Linked DNA regions of Mus musculus: regions 1, 2 and 4 are each linked to region 3. A link is a contact called in public Hi-C and promoter capture Hi-C data. All regions are on one chromosome and are shown on one strand. The core of a region is the stretch at or near the end of the contact, and the rest is flanking DNA. Distances in the headings are between cores, read along the strand shown. Region 1 holds the start of Ssb (Sjogren syndrome antigen B). Region 2 holds the start of Phospho2 (phosphatase, orphan 2). Region 3 holds the start of Slc25a12 (solute carrier family 25 (mitochondrial carrier, Aralar), member 12). Region 4 holds the start of Ola1 (Obg-like ATPase 1).

Evidence for each region. Promoter capture Hi-C pulls out the DNA fragments that hold promoters and counts their contacts. A called contact is a pair of places that touch in the nucleus more often than the background predicts.
Region 1: a promoter capture Hi-C map of pre-B cells shows a contact between it and region 3, with 2.6 times the contacts expected there. The contact joins the promoter of Ssb here to the promoter of Slc25a12 in region 3. A contact is called at or near these places in 3 of 39 promoter capture datasets (the C10 cell line, liver and pre-B cells).
Region 2: a contact with region 3 is called in a Hi-C map of B cells, with 5 read pairs. The contact joins the promoter of Phospho2 here to the promoter of Slc25a12 in region 3. A contact is called at or near these places in 1 of 39 promoter capture datasets (liver) and 1 of 484 Hi-C or Micro-C datasets (B cells).
Region 4: a promoter capture Hi-C map of liver shows a contact between it and region 3, with 5 times the contacts expected there. The contact joins the promoter of Ola1 here to the promoter of Slc25a12 in region 3. A contact is called at or near these places in 3 of 39 promoter capture datasets (hippocampal neurons and liver) and 1 of 115 datasets of contacts at active chromatin or transcription factors (double positive thymocytes).

Annotation. Positions count from the first base shown.
Region 1 is chr2:69,859,805-69,865,887 of GRCm38.p6, forward strand. Ssb (Sjogren syndrome antigen B) reads left to right here and starts at 1,758. Exons shown (of 12, transcript NM_001110145.1): 1 at 1,758-1,908; 2 at 3,420-3,511. The coding sequence starts at 3,446.
Region 2 is chr2:69,784,917-69,791,449 of GRCm38.p6, forward strand. It overlaps Phospho2 (phosphatase, orphan 2), which reads left to right and starts at 4,821. Exons shown (of 4, transcript NM_028521.2): 1 at 4,821-5,040; 2 at 5,370-5,405. Ccdc173 (coiled-coil domain containing 173) reads right to left here and starts at 4,570. Exons shown (of 9, transcript NM_001077684.1): 1 at 4,499-4,570; 2 at 2,244-2,470. The coding sequence starts at 4,547.
Region 3 is chr2:71,366,165-71,372,646 of GRCm38.p6, forward strand. It overlaps Slc25a12 (solute carrier family 25 (mitochondrial carrier, Aralar), member 12), which reads right to left and starts at 1,591. Exons shown (of 18, transcript NM_172436.4): 1 at 1,349-1,591; 2 at 363-416. The coding sequence starts at 1,360.
Region 4 is chr2:73,210,334-73,216,275 of GRCm38.p6, forward strand. It overlaps Ola1 (Obg-like ATPase 1), which reads right to left and starts at 4,114. Exons shown (of 11, transcript NM_025942.2): 1 at 3,953-4,114; 2 at 2,527-2,627. The coding sequence starts at 2,627.

The DNA.
Region 1 (6,083 bases), core at 508-3,007, 1.5 Mb before region 3:
TTATTTAATATAATTTATACAACATTACATTAATATTTGCAGTATTTGGAGAAAATGGTTATGTGAAACACCTTTTGCTTCTGAGCACCGTGCTTGTGAATTTCACAAACACCAGTAAATGAAAATCAGTTTGTTTTTATCACTATATATTATTTAACTTTTTAATTATTTGGTGGTACACATATAGTCGATTCTAATTTTTCTTTTAATCACATAACTTACTATTATGAACATTTAAGTTATCTAAGTGCTTATTTATTTATTTTATGTGTGTGTCCTGGGAGTATGTATGTGCACTGTAAGCGTGCAGGACCCAACAAAGATGAGAAGAGAGTGTTAGAGTCCCTGGAAATGGATTTATAGTAGGTTGGGAGCATTTACACACATGGTATTTTTCCACTGTCTATCCATGCAGGCAAAACACCCGTACATAAACTTAAATCTTTAAAAAAGGAAAATTTAGCATTTATGTCTCACAGTAAGTAGAAACTTGAAAATTTTTTTATTGAATGTAATTAATCTAAAGTTAAAACTACCTGAGGATAATACTAGTAAATTCTTTTTTCTTTGGCCAAAATGGCATGTATAGTTAACCTATAAATGCATTTCTTCTTCTTCTTCTTCTTCTTCTTCTTCTTCTTCTTCTTCTTCTTCTTCAAATTTTAGAGTTTATCTGTTTGGGAACTTCCAAAATGCTCTGAGATTATGAAGTTATTTTGTGAAAGTAATTTTTATATTCCAGGAACACTGAAGGAAAAAGATGATGTCATAAGGAAATTGCACCTCTAAAACGTTAAAATTGTTATGTAAAAAGTGGCAGTCCTGACTTAAGTGTGAAGTCTCTCAAACTATTCTAAATGTACTTCTTTCCTAGCAAGAGACTTTTTTGTTTTGGTTTGGTTTTTGGTTTTTAGAGACAGGGTTTCTCTGTGCAGTCTTGGCTGTCCTGGAACTCACTTTGTAGACCAGGCTGGCCTCGAACTCAGAAATCCGCCTGCCTCTGCCTCCCAAGTGCTGGGAGCAAGAGACTTTTAAAAAGATTTGTTTGTAATCCCAGCACTAGGGTGGCTGGAGGCAGAAGCATAGTTTGGGATCAGCTTGGGTTACTCATTGAGTCAGACTCCAACATCAAAACAAGCAAAGATAGACAGCAGCAGCAAGAGGGGGAGCAGTAAGAGCCTGGTGATGTAGGTGAAGTCCCAGCACTTTGTACTGAAGCAGGAGTTCGAATCATTGGCCAGTTTGTGCTTCAGAGAGCTAGCCTGTCGGAAACCAAGCAACTGTATGGTTTTTTAATTTTTTTCCAAAACCACAACACCATGCAAGTCAAATACATTGCAAAAGGCCAAGCGTGCTGGCGCACCCCTTTAATAATGCCAGCACTCCCGGAAGAGGTAGGCGAGTGTCTCAGCAGAGGCAGGAGGAGTTTGAGGGTCAGCCTGGTCTACAGAGCAGCGCGAGTTCCTGGATAGCCAGGACTACGCACGGAAACGCTGTCTCAAAAAAAAAAAAAGGAAAAAAGAGACAAAGGGGGAAAAAAAGAAAAACCAAGCGCTACAGAAGAAAGAAGGGAAGGCTCGAACATACTGCCCAGAAACACATTAAAAACAAAGATCTCCACAAAAACACTTCCTGTCAGCCCCTAACATTCTGCTGAGCAATTTAACAATTTCTCGGGCGGGAGGGCGGGACTCCTCCTCCGAGGATTGTGGGAGGCTGCGGTAACGGCGCGTGCGTGGAAAGCAGAGCCGGGCCACTGCGTCCGCGGCCACGCCCACCTGTCCGCAAGGGCTGCCGGGAAAGCCCCCATCTTTAAGCGCGTTTGGCTGGCCCGCCGGCGCTCGGAAGTCCAGGCGCTTCTGTCGTTGTTCTTGAAGCTGTGGTGACCGTGGGATCCGAATCTTTGAGGTGAGCTTCTTGGAAACTGAGGAGAAGGTACGAAGGGCTGTGCTATGCGCAGGCCTCACCTTCCTCTCCGCGCCGCCGCGTGGGCCGCGCGGCCCGTGGCCGTGTGCTGGACCGCGGCCCGAGGGGGCGCGGGCCTCGGCGAGGCCACGGAGCGGGCCCCGGCCAGAGATGCGGGCGCCTGGGGCTTTCCACGTGGCAGGGATCCCGGCGGGCCGGTGTGGGAGGATGCGGCTCTCGCGGGGCCTTTAGGCAGAGGCTCGCCGCATCCTCACGGCGTCCTTTCGGTTTGTTCCTTGCACCCCTTTCCTGACTGGCCAGAGGCGGATGTTTCGGACCATTTAAGTCTTTAGGGTGGTCGGTGCGGGTTAAACGCGACAGGGTTCTGTGGGGACTGACTGGAGGCCGAAGAAGTGGGGGCCGCTATTGGGTTCCCAGCGTCGCTATCTTTTTTTTTTTTTTTTTTTCCTTCAAAGAACTGCCATTGCCATTCTGTCTTCAGTGTGAAACAGTCCCTAAATTGGGTAGGCCGCAGAAGTCTTGCAGGGGCTAACTAGGTCGTTATTGACCTGTGTCTCTGTAGTAATGAGAAGTGAGATTGTTGGTAGTGGGAGACAAACCAGCGCCTGTAACAGTAAATTCTGAAGTGGGACGTGTACTTCGTAGATTTCCCATTACAGGACCAGTGTATCGCCAGCAGTCTCCAGCATTTTGAGCAATGTCTCAAGAAATATACCAACAGTAACTCATAACTATATTCAGCTGCTGCAGATAAACTCTTCAAGAGCTGGTATACTTCCGTACAATATGGTAGGGTGGTTTAGTAAGGCGCTGAAAGCCAGTAAGACAGAAGATCCGGTTTGTGATTTCTAGCAAACCAGTATCACAGTCCCTCTTTATTCTAGGATTGTTGTCAGACCGTGAAACAGGAAAGTGGCTATAGAGTTAACCAGTGTAGTAGTGTTTTAGGCACATCCTTACCTTCCAGCGTCCCTAGTTTAAAATTTTTTGTATCTGTGCTCACAAGGTCCCATTTTTCTTGTATTCTCCTATATAGTGTCTAACACCGTAACTTTCATATCTGAACTCTATTTTCATTTTTACCAGTAATAAGTTTTGGTAAGTCAGCTGTGACTAATTTGAAAAGAAACGCAAATAATTGGCATTGAGGGCTATAGGAATATACTGCTGGCAGACTATAATACTGATATTTTTAAAGCTAGAAATGATTCAGGGGTAGTTAAGTGGACATTTTCTGCTTTTTTGTTTTTATCGCTGAACTTTGCTTTACCAACTACATGAAGAGTTTGGTTACAAAGTAGGATTTACTGGGAGGAGGGGTTGTTGATCTGAGTTTTCCATCCATAATCCAAGGTGTTGCTTTGTTGAGATGTATGAGAATTCATAGGGAAACCTGTAAGGTTAGGAATTCTTGAAATTAAAAAAAAAGTGGCATACTTTTTACTCATTCTCTTGTATTGACTATTATATAAAAATAATAACCTTCCTACCAGTGTGAGAAACTTTACAGATAGCCACAATGGCTGAAAATGGAGATAATGAAAAAATGACTGCTTTGGAGGCCAAAATCTGTCATCAAATTGAGGTATGATTCTTGTGTTGTTAAATTGTAACTTAAGATGAAAACAGAACATCTAATAGCGATATGTGGGCTTTTCAAACAACTGGCTTAGCTTTGATTCTTGGAGTTAATATGAATGTATTCATATTAGGGCAAAGTTAGAAGTCTCAAGAATTACAGACATTCCAAAGGTAACACTGTAGACTGGTGTTTATTTTTGAGACACAGAGTTCCCAAGTCTGTAAAATGGAGGTAATATTTGTAAGTTGATGTGAAAATTAATGGTGTGCCTAATATCTAACAAGCTAGCATAAATTCCATGGTAAAGTACTTCTGGTCAAATAATAGTTTATTCTATCTAGTTAGTTCTCTTCTAAAAAGTTAACATAACTTTTTAACAAATTATGCATTTCAAAAGTCCTGTTAGACTGTTCTCCACTTCTCTCTCTGCGTGCACTTAGCCCCTTCTCTCTTTCTCTCTTTCCTGCCCCACTTCCCCATGGAGACTTCCCTGGCCTTCATCCTTGGGGCCAGTGATCTTGCCCATCTAAGATCAGCTTCCCAATAAACCTGCATTTAATATAATCTTAAAAAAAAAAGAAAGAAAGAAAAATAACAAAAGTCCTGTTAGCATTTCAAATTTAGGTTTAGATGGAATGTTGTCAGTAACAGTATGGCTGTGGGGAAATTGCCCATAAATTGCTTTTATGCCATGAAATAACCATTGGTTAGTGTGTGTGCTCTTTTTTTTCCATTTCTTAGCTGTTTTGGTTTTGTTTTAACTTGTACTCCTTTGTCCTTTAAATTGTTCTGCTTTTATTTTTCTTTTCTCATATTTTCCCCCTTCTGAGTAATGGAGATCAAACTCAAGGCATGCTAGGCAGTCACTCAGTGAGCTGTAGGCATTTGCGGCTACAAATGTTGTCTGATTTTTTTAAAAAATTATTTATTTTTATGTGCATTGGTGTTTTGTCTGCATGTATGTCTGTGTGAAGGATCCCCCGGAACTAGAGTTACAGACAGTTGTGAGCTTCTATGTGGATGCCAAGAATTGAACCTGGGTCCTCTGGAAGAGCAGCTAGTTCTTTTAACTGCTGAACCATCTCCAGCCCCTTTTGTTTGATTGGGGGAAAAAATTGTGTTTTCTTAATAATTGCAAAAGCAGTGATAAGATAATTTGCTGTTTAATGCTTGGAACAATAGCAAATTTGTTATAGAAAAGAATAATGTTCCTCCCACAGCCTGCAGCCTCACATCTCTCCCTCTTGAGATATTCAAGGTTAAAAGCCTTTTCATACTCCATGTTCAAAATACATTTTATTTTTAGTGTACTTTATGTGTATGGATGTTATGTCTACATGTATGGCTGTGTGCCGTGTACATGCCTGGTGCCCTCAGAAGCCAGAAGTGTGCACTGGCTCCCCTAGGACTGGAATAACAGATGGTTATAAGGCCCTATGGAAGTGCTGGGAATTGAATCTGGTTCACCATTCAGTGCTCTTAACCTCTGAGTCATCTCTCCAGCTCCTAAATATTTTTTTTTAAAGGAGGCCCAATTTTTTTATTTTTTTAAAGAATATAAAGTTCAAGTAAAATTACTCAGAGACAAGATTTCCTAAACATCCCCAACCAGGATGGCCTATAAACTTAATTTTTATTTTTTCCTTTTCCCCCACCAAACATGAGATGTTTTTAGAGAGTAAAGTTTTGTTTCACCAACAATATATAATTAATAATCATCTTCTCTAAAGTATAGATTTTTAAAATATGAGTTCTACGATATTCTTTATGTAAAAATTGTAGTAAACAGGTCTACTGCTTGCCTTCTCCCTCTCGTTCCTCTCCTCCCTCCTTTTTCTCTTTTACTTTTTTCCTTCCTTTTATCCATCCATTCATCTTATGCATCCAGGGCTGTCCTGGGGAAAATTCACAAACTCATAGAGGTAGATCACCTTGCTTCTGCTTCCCATGTGTGAGAATTAAAGAGCATGAGCCATCACATCTACCTTATTTTAAAAAATAGTGTGTGTCTGTGTCTGTCTGCATATCAATATTTGGCCCTCAGAGGTGTCATCCTCTGGAGCTGTAGTTACAGTCTCTTATGAGCCAACTGACAAGAGTCCTAGAACCTACCTCAGGTCTTCTGGAAGAGCAGCAGCATTCTTAGGCATTGAGCCATCCTCTAGCTCTCCTGCTGATTTCTTTAAGATGGAATTCCTAGGAGGAGCTACATTGATTGGCTCAAGCTAGTGCTGAGATTGAAGGCATCTTAGGTTTTGATTAGTAATGATACTAGATTTTTTTGTGTTTGTGGTGTGTGTTTATATAATTTTTAAAGGTGGCTGGGTATGGTGGTACCTAATTTTAATCCTAGGACCTTGGAAAGTAGAGGCAGGTGGATCTCTTGACTTTGAGAACTTAGAAGAAATTCTGCCTCAGAGTCCTAAATGCAGAAATCACAGGCATGAACCACTACACCTGACTTCACGCTTAATTTATAAAAGCCTTAATGAATGAATGTTTGCCCCCCCCTCCTTTATGTTGCTTTTAACATTCCAAGCAGTCATTCTTGGGTCTGCTACTTTTTTTAGTCTGA
Region 2 (6,533 bases), core at 3,571-6,070, 1.6 Mb before region 3:
TTTGGGCTAGCCTTAAACTCACTGCATAGTCAAAGAAGACCTTGAGCTTTTCATTCTCCTTTTGCCATCTCCAAATGTTGGGATTATAGGTATGGACCGCCATGCCTCGCTCTAAATGGCATTACAGACTGAGTCCAGGGTTCCCTGCCTGCTAAACAGGTGCTCCACCAGCGCTCTACATCCCTAGCCCTGTTTCTGTGACAGTTCTGTTGTTGTTGTTTTTATATTAATTTTTCTTTTCTTTCCTTTTCTTCTCTTTTTTCTTTTCTCTCTCTCTCTCTCTGTGTGTGTGTGTGTGTGTGTGTGTTGTTTTTTGAGAAAGGCCTTGATATGTTCACCAGGCTGGCCTTGAACTCACTATGTAGTGCAGGTTGGCCTTGAACCCAAGGTCTCTCTGGGCTTCCTGAGTACCTGGCTCATAAGTTTGTACTACCACACTTGTCTTCAGAATACGTTTTTAAAGTTCTCTAAGATCAATACGAGAAAAGAATCTAATCATGAAAATTAAAGAGGTAGGGAGCAAGTTCATCCAAAGATGTCTGGCTAACAGTCCAGTCTTCCATTGCTGAGATTAAAAACTCTTTAGCCAAAAGCAACTTCAGTGAGGAAAGGATTCATTTGGTTTATACTTTAAGATCACAATCTGTAGCTGTGGGAAGTTATGACAGGAACTCAAAGTAGGAACCTGAAGCAGACATTATGGAGGAATCCCACTCGCTGGCTCACCCTCTGGCTTCTGTAGGCTAAAGTTCAGGGGCCATGCTTCCTTCTACAGTCCAGGACCACCTGCCTAGGGATGGTGCCACATACAATCAGCTGGGCCCTTCTACATCAGCTTTCAGTCAAGACAGTCCCTCACAGACACACTAACACTAACTCGAACAGCTGCTGAGAAAGCACTGTCACCAAGCCAGGCAACAGGAGTTAGATTCCAAGAGCCCACATGATGAAGAGAGAGACAGGACTCCCACAGGTGCCCTCTGACCTCACCTGTGCATGATACATGGGTATACACTAAATAGTATATTTAAAATATTTAACTCTTGTGACTAGGAAGACTCAAATTCAAGCCATATGGAAAAACTCACACCCATTACGATGTCTGTAATGAGAAAGACTAGCCATCCTAACTATTGATGAGAATACAGAAGCAACAGAACTCTCATCCTACTGGTGGGAGGTGGAATATAAAATCACAATTGCTTCGTGAAACAGTTTGGTAATTTCTTACAAAGTATGTTTGCTTGTTTGTTTGTTTGTTTATTTATTTATTTTGGTTTTTTGAGACAGGTTTTCTCTGTGTAGCCCTGGCTATCCTGGAACTCACTTTGTAGACCAGGCTGGCCTCGAACTCAGAAATCTGCCTGCCTCTGCCTCCCAAGTGCTGGGATTAAAGGCGTGTGCCACCACTGTCTGGCACAAAGTTAATTTTTAAAAGATTTGTATTTGATTTATATTTGTGTGTGTGTGTGTGTGTGTGTGTGTGTGTGTACATGTGCAGGTGTCTCAAGAGGCCAGAGAAGGTGTCAGATCGCCTGGAGCTGGCATTGCAGGTGACTGTGAGCTGCTCAATGTAAGTCCTGAAAACTGAATGCAAATCCTCTGGAAAAGCTACGATCACTGTTGAGCCATCTCTCCAGCCACCTTTTAACCCACTTACAAAGTTATATATACACAGTGATTATGATTTCACTATACATATTCATGTCAAAATATCTACTCTATTTAAGAGCAATGGGATATATGTCCATAGACAGGCTTACATGAATGTTCACAGCAACTATATTTATAGCAGTCAAAAGATGGAATCAACCCAGATGTTGGCTGATGTCATACCATCAAGTGCGCAGTTAAATAAACTGTAGTGTACCAAACACTGGACTATTACTCAGCAATACAGAGAGTGTATATACACTCAAAGGGGGAGAATAAATCCTGTAGTCAATAGTAGTGGTGACCTGCTCATTTCTAAGGAGGGTGACGAGGGGCTAAGCTTTTAGGTGATGAGCACGTTTGTTGTCTTAACTGAAATGATCATTTTGGAGGCATGTACATGCCAAAATTTTAATAAAATGTTCACCTTAACTGAGTCATTTATGGTATGTTACTTAAAGATCTTAAAAAGGTGTGTCATTGTATTTATGGTACTTTGAGCATAACATTATCTATACCAGGTATAAGGCACTACTCAGAAGCAGCAGTTATTGTTCAAAGCATGTGAGTTCTGGAAGGTTGAGACTTACTGCATATGTGTTAGTCCAGTGTTTTACCAACTCTTGGGATTTCACATGCATTTTCTTCTTTGCTGCTCTTTCTGCACGAAGGACTGCTGCTTCTCTTGTCAACCTGTTGAGGCTATCCCGGATCCTCTCCCACTCAGCGTGTGGGATTATGGTGATCTGCTGGAGATCCACCTTGCTAGGTAGGAGGGGTGGATAGGGAATCTCTTCTTTTTCAAAGCAATCCATTCCTAATGCATTAAGAAACATAATTTTTAAATACTTTTCAGGAAGAGTTCACCTGACTTTTTTTTCCAGAAATTTCTGGAGTATAGTAGTATCTGAAAATTGCCTCAAATGTGTAACTTAAGATTGGCTGAGGGAGATAATACGAGACTTTATGAAATCAGAGTGAAGTGATCAAATCTTTGGTGATTTCCTTCATTTGTAAACTTGGGCAAGACATTGAACTTTGTGGGATCTTGGTGGAAAAACTCCTGATCAAGAGAGTGAGGTCTACGGCCTGGGTGGAGATCAAACATGCTGGTGGGGTTGGGATTCAATCACGTTTTCTCAGGGTCCATCCTAGAACTCCTCGAGTCATGCTAATGAGATAGGCAGAATTAGCTCTTTTATAAGACCCATTTCATTAAATTTGATAAGTATATGCCTCCAAAGCCATCATTACAGTTCAGATAACGGCCACAGGACACCAACAGTCCCCACACCCATTTACTGCTTGCCATCCCTCCTTAGGCTCTACTAGGCCACCACTCATCTACTACTTTTATTATAGATTTTACTCAAAAGAATTACTTTGAGATTCATTCATGTTGTCATATACGTGATTTTATTGCTTTATGCTCTTTCCCAGAATCCCTGCCCCAATGCAGAACCTTATGGGGCACAGCCATGTAACATGTTAACATGTTAACATGTAACATGTTAAGTCTCTTCACTCTTCTGAACTGATCAGAGGAGTGTATTCTCCTTTTCTTCTCTCTCCTTAGCATGCTTTCCTTAACACTGTGAGCTTTCCCCAGCGTTTCAGACTGCACGCTTCCTCTAAAGCAGCAGTTTCTCAGTCTGTGCATCTCAGCACCTTTGGGGGTCGAATGAGGGTCGCCTAAGACCACTGGGAAACACAGATATTTAATAATAATAATTTAAGCATAATTCATACAATTATAATCATGAAGTAGCACAGAAAATAATTTTATGGTGCGGGTCGCCACAACATAAGGAACTGTATGTAATAAAGGGTCACAGCACTAGGGAGATTGAGAACCACTGTTCGAAAGCATCTCTCCTCAATACACAGCAGTTTTTCCAAGTGGAGCAATTCAGAAAGAGGCTGAGAGAAGCCAGTTTGAATCAGTCAGCTTGCAGAGGAGTTTGGGCCAGAACACCTGTGTTGAACCATCGAGGCCAGAGTTCAGAAAGAACTAGAAAGGGTGAGCTTATTCAGCAGTAAGCCTCCAAGACAACAGTTACATCTGGTGAATAAAAATTACTTTTACAATGTCCTTGTGTATGAATCAAATTTCCTAATGTTCCCACTGACCAGATTGTGTCTATCCTAGGGTGCAGGGTGGGGGTAGGGTGCTATTGCTACAGAACTCAAGCAAAACGTGAAGATAGTTCAAATTTCCAAGAATCTATTAGTTACCATGACAACAATTAAACTTGTGGAAAGACTTTGTTTTTAGAAGTCCTACTTGCTCACATCTTTGAAAAAAAATCAAATCTTAGGTCACTTTAATTGGTCACTTTAATTACCTCATTATCATTTTTTTTTTTTTTTTTACATTATCAAAGCATTTGACTAGGGGAGAATTTTAACTTTAGCGTGGAAAGAACTGAGGTTTTTCCGTGAGCTTTAGAAAAGATTACTCAGCAGGTCTGCAACATTATAAAGATTTTGATAGGTCAATAACATTTCCAAACGGCATTCCAAAATTTATTCAACGAATTACAAAGCTTAAGTGCCCCGAGTGTCTGACGAGTTACAGCTGGGGTAAGGCTCTAACTGCTGCCTTTTCTACCCCTATTCTACTCCTAGTCTATTCTTTCTACTGCTACGCTCCCCTAGTCCTCTTTCCTTTTTCCACTCATTCACCTGAAGGCCAACCTGCCTAACTTCCAAGGATGCTTGCTGGGACTGCTTTCGACTTGGTTAAAGCCCATTTCAAAAGGCAACCGAAGCCCTCACTTTGTCACCCTATGCTGGGGTTCTAGAAACAACAACCCCAGCTCCGGCACGGGCCAAGGCAGCTCACCTTGGCTTTCCTTCGCCTGCCCGGAGCGCCGTCCAAAGCGCACCTGCATCTTTAACAAAGCTGATCCCGCGAGTCCAGAGCAGGTGATACTACTTCCAAGCTGAAGTCAGCTACTGAGCGATAACTAAACCATTTGGTTGTTTAGCAACCACGCCGGAAGTGACGTCAGTCTCCAATCCAGGAACCAGGAAGGAGCCCTGTCCGCGGCTGAACCGAGGCCCGAAGCCCGGGTGTGCGCGTGCGCAGTGCAGAGCAGTGGGCGAGCCGGCGCTAGCAGTTCACCGGCTGCGTAAGGCACGAGAACCAACCGGCCGACGCTGGTGCTGATGCTGGCGGCCCGCTGCGACCCAGGCCTGGGTCAGTGAGGAGCCCTCGGTCCCGCTCGGCCGCTGCCGCTTTTCTCACTCGCTGCGCTAGTTTGGAACCGGCCGGTGTGCGAGTCGAGGCCCAGGCTGGGTGCGAGCTTCTACTCTGCGCCCCGCTGGCTGAGGTGAAGGACAGCCCTTTGACCACCGAGCCACAAGGATTAAAGGACAGAAAAGGTGTTTTTAAATGATTTGATTTATGAGGCATAGTCAGGACTATATGAGACCCTGTCAGTTGTTACGTAGGACTATTAAAACTTGAATGTTGTCCCCAGAACATTCGCGTTGATACCTTTAACATACATTAAACTGCTTGGTAAATAACTTGTAATTAGTGTACTTCGGGAACCAGTCAGTCTCTAATGACACAAAAAGTGGACTGGCACTTGATCTCAGCAGAGGCTCTCCTGACATATCGCTGTACAGCTGATTTCATTACTAAATTAAAGGAAGTGCGACTTTCAATAATGAACGTTCTAATGCATAGTTGTGCTATCTCTCCTCAGGTTTTCTATCAGAGATGTTCCACTGTAATAATGCTGGTAAGTATGGAAGGATTAATAAAAATTTCTGGAGACGGAACTTTTGTGTACTTGTGCTAAGCGAGTTGAAAGCTCCGCAGGGCTGGAAAGGTCAGGGATTGAACTGTCTTTGTAGGCCAACAGCCGCTTGCATAGTTTGTGAGGGAGCACGACGCCTAGCGAGAGATCGGTGAATTACACAGTGCTAGCTGCATCCCCAGCAAATTGTACCTTTCTCTTCCTAAGGCCCTCTTCCCACAAGATAACGCAGAGTGAGCAGGAAGTTCCTTCACGGGACAGAAACTCTGAGCTGAGGGACCTCACCACAAGGGACAACACAGGTGCCCTTTAACCTGTTCACTCTAGAGTTATCCTTGAAGCAACTGGGGCAGAGTATATAACTTAGAAGGCAGAAGCTGTGTAGACCACGTCTCTCAGTGAAAATTATCAGGAGTTTTACCAAATTAGTTACAAGTATTGAACCTCATAAAATATCTCAGTAACGTTCTCATATGGTCTTATATTTCAAATAGGGTCTCATATTTGACTTGAAACTCCCGATTGCAAGTGCCTTTTCCATACAAGTTGGTCTAGAACTAGTTTTTTTTTTTTGGGGGGGGGGTTGGGTTTTTTTTTTGTTGTTGTTGTTTTTTTTTTTTTTTTTTTTTTGTCTCGAAGCTCTTTTGCACCCTAATTGGAAACAGAATTTAAATGACTATTGAGATATTTTAAAAACAAAATCAGAAACAAACAAACAAAAACCCACAAATGACAATTAAACCACTCATTAAGATCTGGCCACTGTCCATAAACCATTTTATGCGTGCTATACTTAGTTATGTGTATGTTTGTATATGTGTTTGTGTGAGAGTAAGTGCACATGATTGAAGGTGCCCAAAGAGACTAGGGCTGTCAGACCCCCCTGGAGCTTCAGTTACAAGTAGTGATAAGCCACCAAAACTTGGATCTTCTACAAAAACAGTCAATGTTCTTAACTGCTCAGCTGCCTCTCCAGCCCCTTATTTATTTACTTCTTTGGGGTGTATGTGTGTGTGTACTCGAATGTAACAGCCATGGCATCTAGAGACATTAAGTCCCCTGGAGCTAAAATTGTCCCACCTGACTTGGGTTCTGAGAAGAGCAACATGG
Region 3 (6,482 bases), core at 341-2,840:
TGCAAACAAAAAGAGCAACTCCAGGAAAACCTCATATCAATCCCCAATAGAAAGAAAAATTTTCCAATCCGTTCTTACTAAGAGTACAAACGGCCGGGTATAGAGCCAATCGCAGCCCTCAGGAGGCAGAGGCAGGTAGATCCTCCGAGTTCCAGGACAGCCTGGTCTACAAAGCAAGTTCCAGGACAGCCAGAGCTACACAAGGAAAATCTGTCTCAAAAAAAAACCAAAACAAACCAAGTACAAAGGACATCCTCCACTCATGTTTGTGAGAAGAGCATTTCTCAAAGTTAGAGAGCTTAAAGAGGAATAACGATCATGTTCTTCCCATTCTTTCCCTGATGTAAAATTCTTTCACTTACCTGGAGGAATATGTTTCTCAGCTCATGAGGATCACCTCGTTTGGTTGTATGCACCTGAGGGGGGGGGGGGAATGACTGGTTAATGCTTAGCTAGAAACCACATAATCTCTTTAGATTATAGTTTACATCTGCTAACAACTCATTTATCTTTCATAAGGTCATTTAGTCTAAAAACAAACCCAAAGCTTAATTGCTGATAACACCTGTCAAACCGGAGATCTACGGCTAAGGGGTGGGAGAAAAGGGTGTGAATAGTGCAAGATAGAGCAAATTACAGACGGCACTTCCTGTGAACTGGAAAGGGAAACCAATGTAATCGTTTACTTTATTCCACAACTACTAGCAATACAGTAGCAACCACCAAGCTACAAATCCTGAGAGCCTCAAGAGAGGAGCAACAGGAGATGTAAAACAGCCAAATTAATAGCCGGGCCTAGCAGCCTTTCTTGTGGAAAGCAGAAACAGTACATCGTCATCTTGGCGACCCTTTCTCCATCTGACCTAAACCTTGAGAGCTGCCACAATACGGATACTTTCGACATCTGACAACCTGCCAGGCAAATGTCAACCAGTGCCCTGGGCTGTATTGTGGCCCCAAATGACAACACCCACCCCCTCCCCCACCGCGGATGCCCTGGGTATCCCCGGTTCTCCTGCCCGCTGACTCTCAGTCCCTCTCTGATGCTCTCCAACTCTGTGCTCGCAATCCCATGTACCTAGGACAAAACACTACTCTTTTCCTCCTCCCGACCATGGTCCTCAGGAGCCCCTCCAACTCACGATCCCTCCTCCTTCCCCTCCCCCAGCCGGGCATCCTCTTCGCTCCGGTCCAAGCCCAGCACAGCTCTCCACCCGCAATCTAGAGCCCCGGGACGCACTGGCTAAGAACCAGGCAAAGAAAGCAACGGAAAGAGGCGGGGGGCTGCACTCGGGGCCCTTGGAACGTCTCTTATGCAATAAAAGCAGCAGCAGAGAGTTGGAGTCACCTTGACCGCCATGCTGTGCTCGGAAGCCGGGAACGAGCGAGTGAGCGAGCTGGGCCGAGCTGTCAGGGCGCGCGCGCGCCACGGCCCGGGGCCGCGCCCGCGCTCCCTCCTGTCGCAGCGCCGCGCCCGTCTATATGCAAATGAGCTAGAGCGCGTCGGTGGTGCGCACCGAGTGGCCTTGGTTGATCCATCAGCGGGCCGGCGGGGCAGTCGCACCTCTTGCGGGGGACACCAGAGCTCCGGTCGCCGGATTCCAACGCGCAGTGTGAGCAGAGGCTCCTCTGGGCCAGCCCCAAGTCCCAAGGCCTGGCAGTGGGTGTGGCTTTGGGCACCGGCTTCAGCCAAAGTCGGTTCCCTCTTGGGGCTTAAAGGAACACTTGGGGCCTGTATTGAGCAAGGTTGGAAGCATATGAGAGCTTGTCCCATTAATAATGAGTTTATGACAACCAGTGACAAATATTGATAAGGAAAATGATTAGTTAGGTTTTTTAAAGGGAAAACCTAAGTAAACATAACTTCAGAAATATGCTCCTGAATTAACATTCCTTGGGATATCCCTAATGGTTTATTAATAGATTCGCTTCACTCTCTTAACCACCCAAATTCTTTGTACAATGTATATAGAAAACAACTTTATTTATCTTGGAGCTGGTACTTGCTATGCTGACTTTCTCTTCTACAGGAAACAATTCCTCTGTGAATTCCCAGCCCTGCCTTAAGCTAAATTAATGTCTCTAAAACTGAGGCTTGCCATTAAGATATGTGAGGGCCAGGCAAGTAGCTTAAGTTGCTGGAGTGCCTAACTAACATGCTGGAAGTCCCGGGTTCTATGCCCAGTAGCACATAAACTCTATCTTGGCGAAGTAGTATCCGACTGTAATCCCCAGGCTTGAGAAATGGAGGCAGGATAATCGGAATGTCATCCTCGGCTGCATAAGAGTTAGAGGCCAGCCTGGATGCATAAGACGCGTCTTCAAAGAAAAGAAAAACGAAAGGAATAGAGGAGAAGTAAGAAAGGGGAAGGGAGGGAGGCGGGGGGGGGGGGGTGTGTGGAGGGGGAAGAGGGGTGCGGATCCGAGGTGATAGCTCAGTCTGAGGCTCCTCAGAACTCATTAAAGGTAGAAAGATAATCAACACCTATTTTCCACATTTCATCTAAGCACTAAGGTGAATAAAATTAAAAATTGTTAAAAAAAAAAAAAGAAGGGGAGAAAAGATCCTATTAGTTCTCATATTGATATTCACCCAAATATTTACTAAAATCCTCCATGTGCTAGACATGGTCCTATTTGTAAAGTGTGGATATAAATACACATATATGCATATGAAGTATGTGTATAAGTAGTTATTTATTGCAAAGACCTTCTTTGCCACCATTATCATAGACCATTTTAAGTTATAAAACTAAATAGCAATCCTACATATTGTAGATATCATACCCTTGGCTCAATCATACTTAAATGTTGCAATATTTGATTATCCCTGGGTTATTACAAGAAAATTTGTAACAAGCTGATGATGTCTCCTGTAGTAGTATATTGCCTTTATTCCCACCCACCAGTTATAGGCTTCGTGTGCTCACTTTTCAATATCTTTGAGACCAGGCAAGGGGATAAGTCTTTTTAAAAGAAACATGGTTGACTTGTTTAAAACTGATCATTAGTGCACTCGACATGGGTTTTGTGAGAGGGAAGGAAGTGATGAGATTTCTTGTCATTATAGTATTAAAATTAAATCTACTTAATTCATAAAATCATATACATGCCATGAATACTTGTGTCTATCAATAAATATGTGCTATTTGAAAATATCAGAGCCCAGTAAAAGCCAGACATTTAGCGATTGTGTTTACCCAGGACCTCAACCATATTTGGTTTTTTTTTTTTTTTTTTTTTTTTGGTTATTGTTTAGTTGGTTGCCTTTTGTTTATTTGTTTTGAGACAGGGTTTCTCTGTGTAGCCCTGGCTGTCCTGGAACTTGCTCTGTGGGCCAGGGTACCCTCAAACTCACAGAGACCCACCTTGCCTCTCTATCCAGAGTGTTGGGATTAAGGGGAGCATAACTACATCCAACTACTATTTTCTTTCTTTCTTTCTTTTTAAGATTTTATTTATTTATTTTATGTATATGAGTAAAGTAGCTGTCTCCACACATACCAGATAAGGGGATTGGATCCCATTACAGATGGTTGTGAGCCATAATGTTGTTGCTAATTGAACTCAGGACCTCTGGAAGAGCAGTCAGTGCTCTTAGCCACTGAGCCATCTCTCCAGCCCTTATTTTCTTTCTTAAGTGAGACATGCTCCTTTAAATTAAAAAAGGGGGGGGGGGGGCGTAAATAGTGATGGAAAACCAGGTTCCCATATGTGAGTGACTGCTGGGCCTTTATCTTTTGCCATGCACAAAAACTTCCCTCAAAATGTATTTTTAAAGGGGAAACATAAGATCTACAGCCATAAAACTCCCAGAAGGAAACGCATGGAACGGGGAGCTCTCTGACACTGCCTCAGGTAGTAACAATCACACCAAAGCCAAAGCTCGGGTCACAAGTGAGACTGCATCAAACTAAAGTGCTTCTGTGCAGCAAAGTGAAGAACAAAATGAAGAGGGCAGCCTACAGGTTGGGAAAAATATTTTTAAATTATTAACATCCGAGAGTCATATTGAGAAAACTTATACAACACAGTAGTAAATATCCTCTAATCAGTGAATGAAAGATTTGAAGAGACAATTGCTCTAAAAATGATATAAAAAAATGGTCAAGGCGTCGGGTGGTGGTGGCACACGCCTTTAATCCCAGCACTCGGGAGGCAGAGGCAGGCAGATTTCTGAGTTCGAGGCCAGCCTGGTCTACAAAGTGAGTTCCAGGACAGCCAGGGATACACAGAGAAACCCTGTCTCAAAAGAAACAAAACAAAACAAAACAAAAATGGCCAATAGGTATCCAAAAAAGAAGCTCAAGATTGTTTATCACCAGAGAAAGAGCAAATACTGTGACCTGTCACTCCCAACCCCCCCGCCCCAAGACTGTTATCAAGAAAAGAAAAAAAATGCTACCAAGTACCAGCAAGGGTATAGAGGTGAGGACATTCTTATCTAGTAGAATCATTTAGAAACCAGTACAAAGATTCCTAGAGATGTTAAATTTTATATATGCAACTAAAAATGTATATACATAACTAAAAATGTATATGTATAATCTAGATCCCACTTCTGGTCCTATTCCCAAAATATACAAATAATCACATTGTAACTGTACCCACTCTTCTATTTGACAGGTCATAGCAGTTCTGTGGAAGGCATCAACTGTGTCTTATGTCCTGTCTAGTACCCCTCCTAAACTGCATGTAGCAGCCCTGTAGGGAGTGTGTGTGCACCACATCCATCCAGAAACCTATAGAGATCAGAAGAGGGCAAGAGATTCCCTAGAACTGGAGTTACAGGCAGTCGTGAGCAGCAACGTGGTTGTGAGAAACCAACCTGGGTCCTCAGCTAGAGAAACGAATCCTCTTAACTGCAGAGCTATTTCTCCTGTCCCAATTACAGTGACTTACAAGTATTTCTTTTCTTTCTATTTATATTTTATTTTATTTTATTTTATTTTATTTTATTTTGATGTAGCCCTGGCTATCCAGGAACTCCCTCTATAGACTAGCCTGGCTTCAAACTCAGAGATTTGCCTGCTTCTGTCTCTTGAGTGTTAGGATTAAAGGCATGTGCCACTGCCACGCTGCTAGAAGTTTTTCTTTTAAGTCATAAATATTATATAGATTTTAAAATTTTTGTGTGTGTAACACACACACACACGGGGTCTGAGGAGGCCAGAAGTACACATCGAACCTCTGAAATTGGAGTTACAGGGAGCTGTTAAACACCCAACATGTTTGCTGGAACTGAACTCAGGTCCTCTAGAAGAGCAGCAAGTGTTCTTACCTACTGAGCCATCCCTCCAGTCACAATGAAGTTTAAAGAGCTGGTGAGATGACCCAGGAGCTCGTCTTTGCTGCACTTGCAGAACCCTGGTCTTCTGTTATCAGAACCCACAGCCTATGCTCATAATTGCCTGTAACTCTTAACGCCAAGGGGCCTGATGCACCACTCGGGCATTTAGCGCTCGCTCTCTCTCTCTCTCTCTCTCTCTCTCTCTCTCTCTCACACACACACACACACACACACACTACAATTTAAAACTGAAGTTTTTTTTTTTAAAACCTTTCATCAGGTGTCAAATGGGAAAGCAGCTTAAGGTAATAATGGGGTAGGGCTAGGATGTTGCTGTGACAGAGTGCTGGGTTAGCAGGTGCTAGGGTCTGGATTAGGGATGAAAGCAGTGGGGTAAATGTTCTCAGTGTAAGGAAAGAAACTGCCTAGCTGATAGAACAAACATCCTGCCAAATCCTTCTGCCGCCTGCCCCTCCTACTCCTCCGAATTTACTCCGATGCTGTTTTTACTCTCTTCTTCCAAGAGACCAATGTAGAAGATGGTTTGGAACTGATCCAAACTAAAGAGAAAGTCTCATTTTAAAAATTGTGTGTGGGCCAGAGAGATGACTCAGTGATTAGGAGCACCCGCTGCTCTTGCACAGAGCCTGCATTGGATTTCCAGCACGCATGGAGTAGTGCATAGCCACCTGTAACTTCCATTCTAGAGGATCCAACACCCTTTTCTGGACCCCCTACATACCAGTCATGTACATGGCACACAGACATATATATAGGCAAAAAAACCCAAAAAAACCCACAAAAAGAAATAATAAAATCTTAAAAGCACACCTTCAATCCCAGCACTTGGGAGGCAGAGGCAGGAGGATCTTGGTGAGTTTGAGGTTAGTGTGGTATATAGAGTGAATTCTAGGACAGCCAAAGCTACACAGAGAAAACCTGTCTTGAAAAACCAAAAACTCGGGGCTGGAGAGATGACTCAGTGGTTAAGAGCTCCGACTGCTCTTCCAAAGGTCTCGAGTTCAAATTCTAGCAACCACATGGTGGCTCACAACCATCCGTAATGAGACCTGACTCCCTCATCTGGTATGTCTGAAGACAGCTACAGTGTACTTACATATAATAATAAATAAATAAGTCTTTAAAAAATGATTTAAAAAAAAAACAAAAACAAAATCACAAAACACAACTA
Region 4 (5,942 bases), core at 2,864-5,363, 1.8 Mb after region 3:
CTGGCTTCTTTCAGTGGACTGCGATTCAGAATACATAACCCAAGTTAACCCTTTCCTCCACAAGTTGCTTTTGGTTGTGGGTGTTCATCAGAACAGCAGCAACTCTAACTAGAACAATTTCTAAATTGACTGCCCTTATTGCAACCAGTGGACTATCCTTAAGAAAACTACCCCAACCTCCAATCTACTTCTTGTAAACCCATTCAAAGCTAGACAGATCTAATTGGCCTTTCTTGCCCAGGAATCTGTGCAACAGAATAAGTATCCCAGCTAAGAATCAGGCAGGTCAAGAGCTGGTGTAGCTGAGTTCCACGTGGACTGACTGATCCACGCCTGCCTCACCTGAGCTCTTAGCCTTCTGATGTCTAGCTGTCCGCTCCTTCAATTCTTACAGTAAGCCTCTTTTTTCTTGTTTAAAAGATCTGTGTTTCATACAGTCAACTCTACCTGATACAGTTTAAAGAAAGATCATTCTATAAAAAATGAATTTTACAACCAAACACAATTGCCAAAGTTGAGTAAACTACTGCATTAAAATAAATGAATTTTCACATAAGCCCTGAATTAAATCTTCAGGACCTCCTTATCAAAAATGAGAGAATTCAAGCCAGCAGGACGGCTGAGCAGGTAAAGATAGCACCCACCAAGCCTGATGGCTGCATTCAATCCCTAACCTAAGCCCACAGGATGGGAGAGCTGCCTTCCACAAGTGTCCTCTAATCTCCAACATCTGTGTCATCACCCACAAACACAGTAAATAAAATGTAAGTCAAGGGGCTGGAGAAATAGTTCAGTGGTTGAGAGCACTGGCTGCTTTCCTAGAGAATTGGGGTTCAGTCCCCAGCACCCACATGACGGCTCACAACTGCCCGGGACCTGACACCCTCATACAGACATGAATGCAGACAAAACAATGACAGCAACAAAAACAAAAACAAAAACCAAGGCATATAAAAATGTAATTCAAAATATTTTTCAATTTTATTGTGTTTAACATACATACCTCAATAAAACTGACGAGGAGGACTATTTTGAAGCTGAAACTACTAATCACTATATTCTATTCTGTAACCCCCAAAAGACTTACATTAAAATAACACTTAAGATTTTAGATAGCCCTTTTCAATTAGTCCCATTTGAAGTAGAAATGGTGTGAATACACTGATTCCAAAGATACGAATGCTAATATCTAAAATCCTTCTACTAGGGCAGAAAAACTCCCTGCAAACATTATGATCAGTTCTTTGCTCCCAACTTACTGGCAGTACCCTACAATACTTGGCTTGATTATTTGTTTTGCTATATTTATATTTCCACTCCTTATTATTACTCTACAAGTAGACTCTAGCACAGAAGGAAACCCCTTCAAACTGTAACCCACTCTAGAAGAGGCTGAAATTTGGACAATCACACTTGCTCATGTTTTATACTTCAAGAATCCCAGACCTGGGAAGCTTGAGCACACCGTGCTGCAGTCGCTGAGGACTTTGTAACAGGAGCTCCAGCAGGCACACAGACCACCACAGCGTTTTATATACCCCTGATGTACACATCTAAAAGTACATCCCAAAATGCCCCAGTGAGCGTCATAAACCCATGCTGTGTCTATTACCTTAATCACTGAGAAAGAGAGAGAGAGATTGACTGATTGATTGATTGATTGATTGATTGACTGATTCTTGGTTCTGAGAAGAGGTTTTTCTGTAGCCCAAGCTAGCCTCAATCTCACAGGACTGCTCTTGCATTAGCCCCCAAAGTGCTAGGATAAAGATGTGAAGTGCCATGCCTGGCTAAGATAGTTTTTAAAAAATGAAAAGAACCAGGCGTGTTGGCGCACACCTTTAATCCCAGCACTTGGGAGGGAGAGGCAGGTGGATTTCTGACTTCAAGGCCAGCCTGGTGAGTGAGTTCCAGGACAGCCAGGGCTATACAGAGAAACCCTGTCTTGAAAAACCAAAAAACAAACAAACAAACAAACAAACAAAAAGGAAGGAAGGAACCGACACTGAACATTTAAGTTACACAGTTGTAAGATTAACCCCACATAATATCTTCTATCATTGTCTTCTGTGCAACTATATGGTAGGTATGGTTAACTTTAAAGACATGATAAAATACAGTACTTTGTTTTCAGAATTCCCAAGTTTAAACACCTTTTGTGTGCACACATGCGTGGCATCCATGTGCCTGTTCAGATGTGTGCAGACACGGGTGCATGCGTGTGTGCTCATGGCAGCCCAATGCTGGGGTGAAGTGTTTTCCTCAGCTGCACACCACCTTACATATAAAGCAGGGTCTGCTGCTGAACTCGGAGCTCACCACTGTGGCTAGACTGGCTTGCCAGCTTGTTCTGTGGATTCCGTTTTGGCTTTTAAATCTGCAGAAACAGGAGCCTTTTACCTACCTTCTAACAGTATATTCAAAGCAGTTACTTCTTTCTCCAATAAAATCTTGTGAGTTTCTATTTCTATAACAGGACACAAAGTTTACAAAATCAAAATAAGAAAAGTCCCAATTTTTACTTACCCAACATTTGGCAATCCAACGATACCAATTTTCAGTGAGGTTCCAAATCTTCCAATAATTGGAGGCGGTTTAATTCCATCTCCTCCCTTTTTCGGGGGCATCTAAAATATCAAAATGAACTTTTAAGACTCCCCTATAAACAAAACACATGTCTGTATACAGAATATATTACTGGGTAGTAGACAAGAAAACCTACTGTCTGTACCAATCCACAACTAAAATATGAGCAAAACCCATACTTTTTTTGAGGGGAGGGTCTCTGTAAACAGATCTGATTCTAAAATGTGTACATGTATCACTTCTGAGTAGTCCCAGAAACACTGCAGCAGCGGGAATCAAAGATAAACTTAAAACTTAGTTCCAATCCTCCGTGCTGGCTGCCGACAACCGCCTTCTTAACCTGTCATAGTATTTGAAGGAAAGCATTTGGAAGGAGAAGAGACACAAGTCTAAGGAAGCCCATTACAGAAACACCAGCAACCATGTCACCTCTCGCCAATCATTCCTCCACCGCTTGGAACCCGCCTCTCTCCACAACTCAGCGTTCACCACACTGATGGTCACTACTAGGCCTGGAGGTCCTTCGAAGCCAGACCTTTTTGCCTTTGACACTGTAGGTAAGCTTACCGTCAGTCCTTATTAAACAGTTTTTGAAACCCACACTCTACACTGGATACTTTGAAGGCACTCACCTTGTCGTTCCTTTTCAAGATCCAACCTAGAGCTTTCATGTATGCTAAAAGCAAGCGCTCTACCAGTAGGCTATATACAGCCCTATTTCAAATACCTTTTGATTGACAAGTCCAAACTTTCTGTCTTTTCTTGTCCTGGCTCCAAGGTCCACTGTGCAAAATTGATCTCACTTTTAACACTGCAACAGGAACCTACGAGGAACTGCAACCTTGCGCGTCTTAGAACCTGGAAACTAAAACTGTCCCTGCCTTCTGGCTGGTTGGACCTCCTAGAGCCACGCTGCTCCTCCCTCCTTCTCCCCACTCCGCCTGCTCCAGAAGTGATACTCCAACCTGTAATCCCAGACCGGGAGGCCAAGGATCTCCCATTTTGGGGATCCTGACACCTGTTCCGGGCCTCCAATGAACAGCTGCATGGGGAGAGCCCGTCCAGTCCTGGAGCCTACAAGGGGTGACCTACAAGGGGTGCCCCCGCAGTCCAGCCAAGCAGGACCTCCGCACACCACCCTTCCCCTCCTGACCCGGCATTGGCGTCCCGCCCTGAGGCAAGACTTTCCCCCAGACTGCGGCGAGAGCCAATCTCGTGGCCGCGCGGCCTAGTCCGAGGGCGCCTCATTCATCCACATGCCCCAAGCTGTCCGCTGCCCTCAGCCCGTCCCGGCGGCCGGTCTCCGGCCTAGCGCCAGCCTCGGAACCACTGGCCCGGGAGCCCACGGGCTCCTTCGGGGACTCACCGTGCACCGGGCTAACGATCGCACGGGGTCCCGGACTGCAAAGACCGGTGTCGCCGGCAGCCGGAGGTGGGGAAGAAGGCGGAGAGAGCGCAAGCCCGGCCCTCCGCCGAGCCGCACGCACGACGGCAGAGGCGACGGAACGGGCGGGCCGGGGCGGCACCTGTGCGCAGGCCACGCCCCCACAGGGTCACGCCCATTGGCCCGGATGCCCGGGCCCGGATGGGCGGGGCCTACGAGGAGGAGGGCGCTCAGCAGCACCGGGTTTCTGCGTCTCTCTACACGTGGGCTTCCACCGAGCCTCCAGGTTTCTTTCAGCTCCACTGCTCCGGTTCCGGGCTCCTGCTTCGTCTGGGATCTATCTTGTCCCTGACTGATCGTGCCCAGATCAGCCTTTGCTACCTGCACGGAGCCGCCCTTCTCCCCTTTCCAGTAACTTCTTTCAGATGGGTTAACGATGAGAAGCCATTAAACTTTCTTCAAGGGAAAAATGGACCAAGGAAAATTTCGGATCCAAGACGCACTTAACAGCCACAGAAGTGCATAAAACATTTAAAGAGTCACCATCTTCTTCCTCGTCGCCGCACATACATCCCTTTCCTCTGCGAGGTTAAGAACTATGAGAAGGAAACATGATTTCTTCCTGGTTCTAAAATGAGACTACTGCGATCCATCTCATAAGGCTATTGGTAGGATTAAATCAAATAATATGTATAAAGTCACCTTCTAACTACACTATGAGCTCCACTGGGACAAAAAGGTGTTTATTAGGTTTTCTCCAATGACTTTCAAGTATTTGTTACAGTGAATGTCCAGAAATTATAATTTTTTTTCAAACATACCAGTTGCAAATAAAAGAAAAGAGTGTGAATTGGTTGCTAATCCCCAATTTGCAGATGACAGAATAGTATCAGAAAAGTATCAGGTAAAGTTTCACAACTAAACTAGTGACAGAAGACACATGTCAAACCCTGATCTCTCTGCAAAAATCTGAGTTTTTTTTTTTAATTATGTTTATTGCCTATTGTATGTGTGCTTGTGTGGATTCGCTCTTGTATACAACAGTTCTGGTGAGGTCAAAGAACAGCTTGGAGTCAGTTCTCTCGTACTTTGCAGGTTCTGAGAATGAAACTCAGATTCGTAAGGCTTAGCAGCAAGCACCTCTCCATACTGAGCCATCTCACAGATCTAGAACTCTTCACTTTCTGTCAGAAACTTTTTGAATGGTGTGACTGACAAGCAGCAGCTGAGCCACTGTTTGTAATAAAATTGCATTAAGGTTTTTCTGTCACCCCGTGAGAGTGATCTTAGGAAAGCCTTAGAGCTCTTTTGATACATTTTAAAGACAGGGTCTTTGTCTTTAGTTTTGCTATTGGTTAAAGATTGTTACTGTCAAAGCAGTCACGTAAGTCCTTACTTTCTACAGTTACTAATGCACTACACACTCAGCCTAGTATCCTTGTCATCATTGTATGTGTAAAATAGACCCCAGGGATAAGCAGTACACAGCTTGTAACCGCCATCGAGCTAACGCACATGAACAGCACAGAGGTCTGAGACATTAAAAAATAACGCTATTTTCAATTACTCTGATCCCCCCCCACACACACACACACACACATATCATGGCTTTATTATGTAGCTGTGCCTTCCTCTGCTCTCATCCCCTAGCTAACAACCAAAAGCCAACTGCAGCTCTAGACACTACTAAAATGTCAGGAGTAGAAGAGGAGGAAACATGTCATCTAGTGGACCCCTAGGAAAAACAGGCAGTGTGTCTCAGAAGCCTCTAGCTGACATCTTCTGTTTCACTGGGCAAAACTAGGTGGATCCTTCATGAGTCACAGGTGAGGGGTGTTTGGAGTGTGGCGGTGCTAGGCAACAAGATAAATGAGTTACGTGCAAGGCAGGATAGAATAAGACAACACAAGATTGTATAATTTTCTTCAGAATGACATGATTTAAAACTTGGCAATTAAGCCGGGCGTGGTGG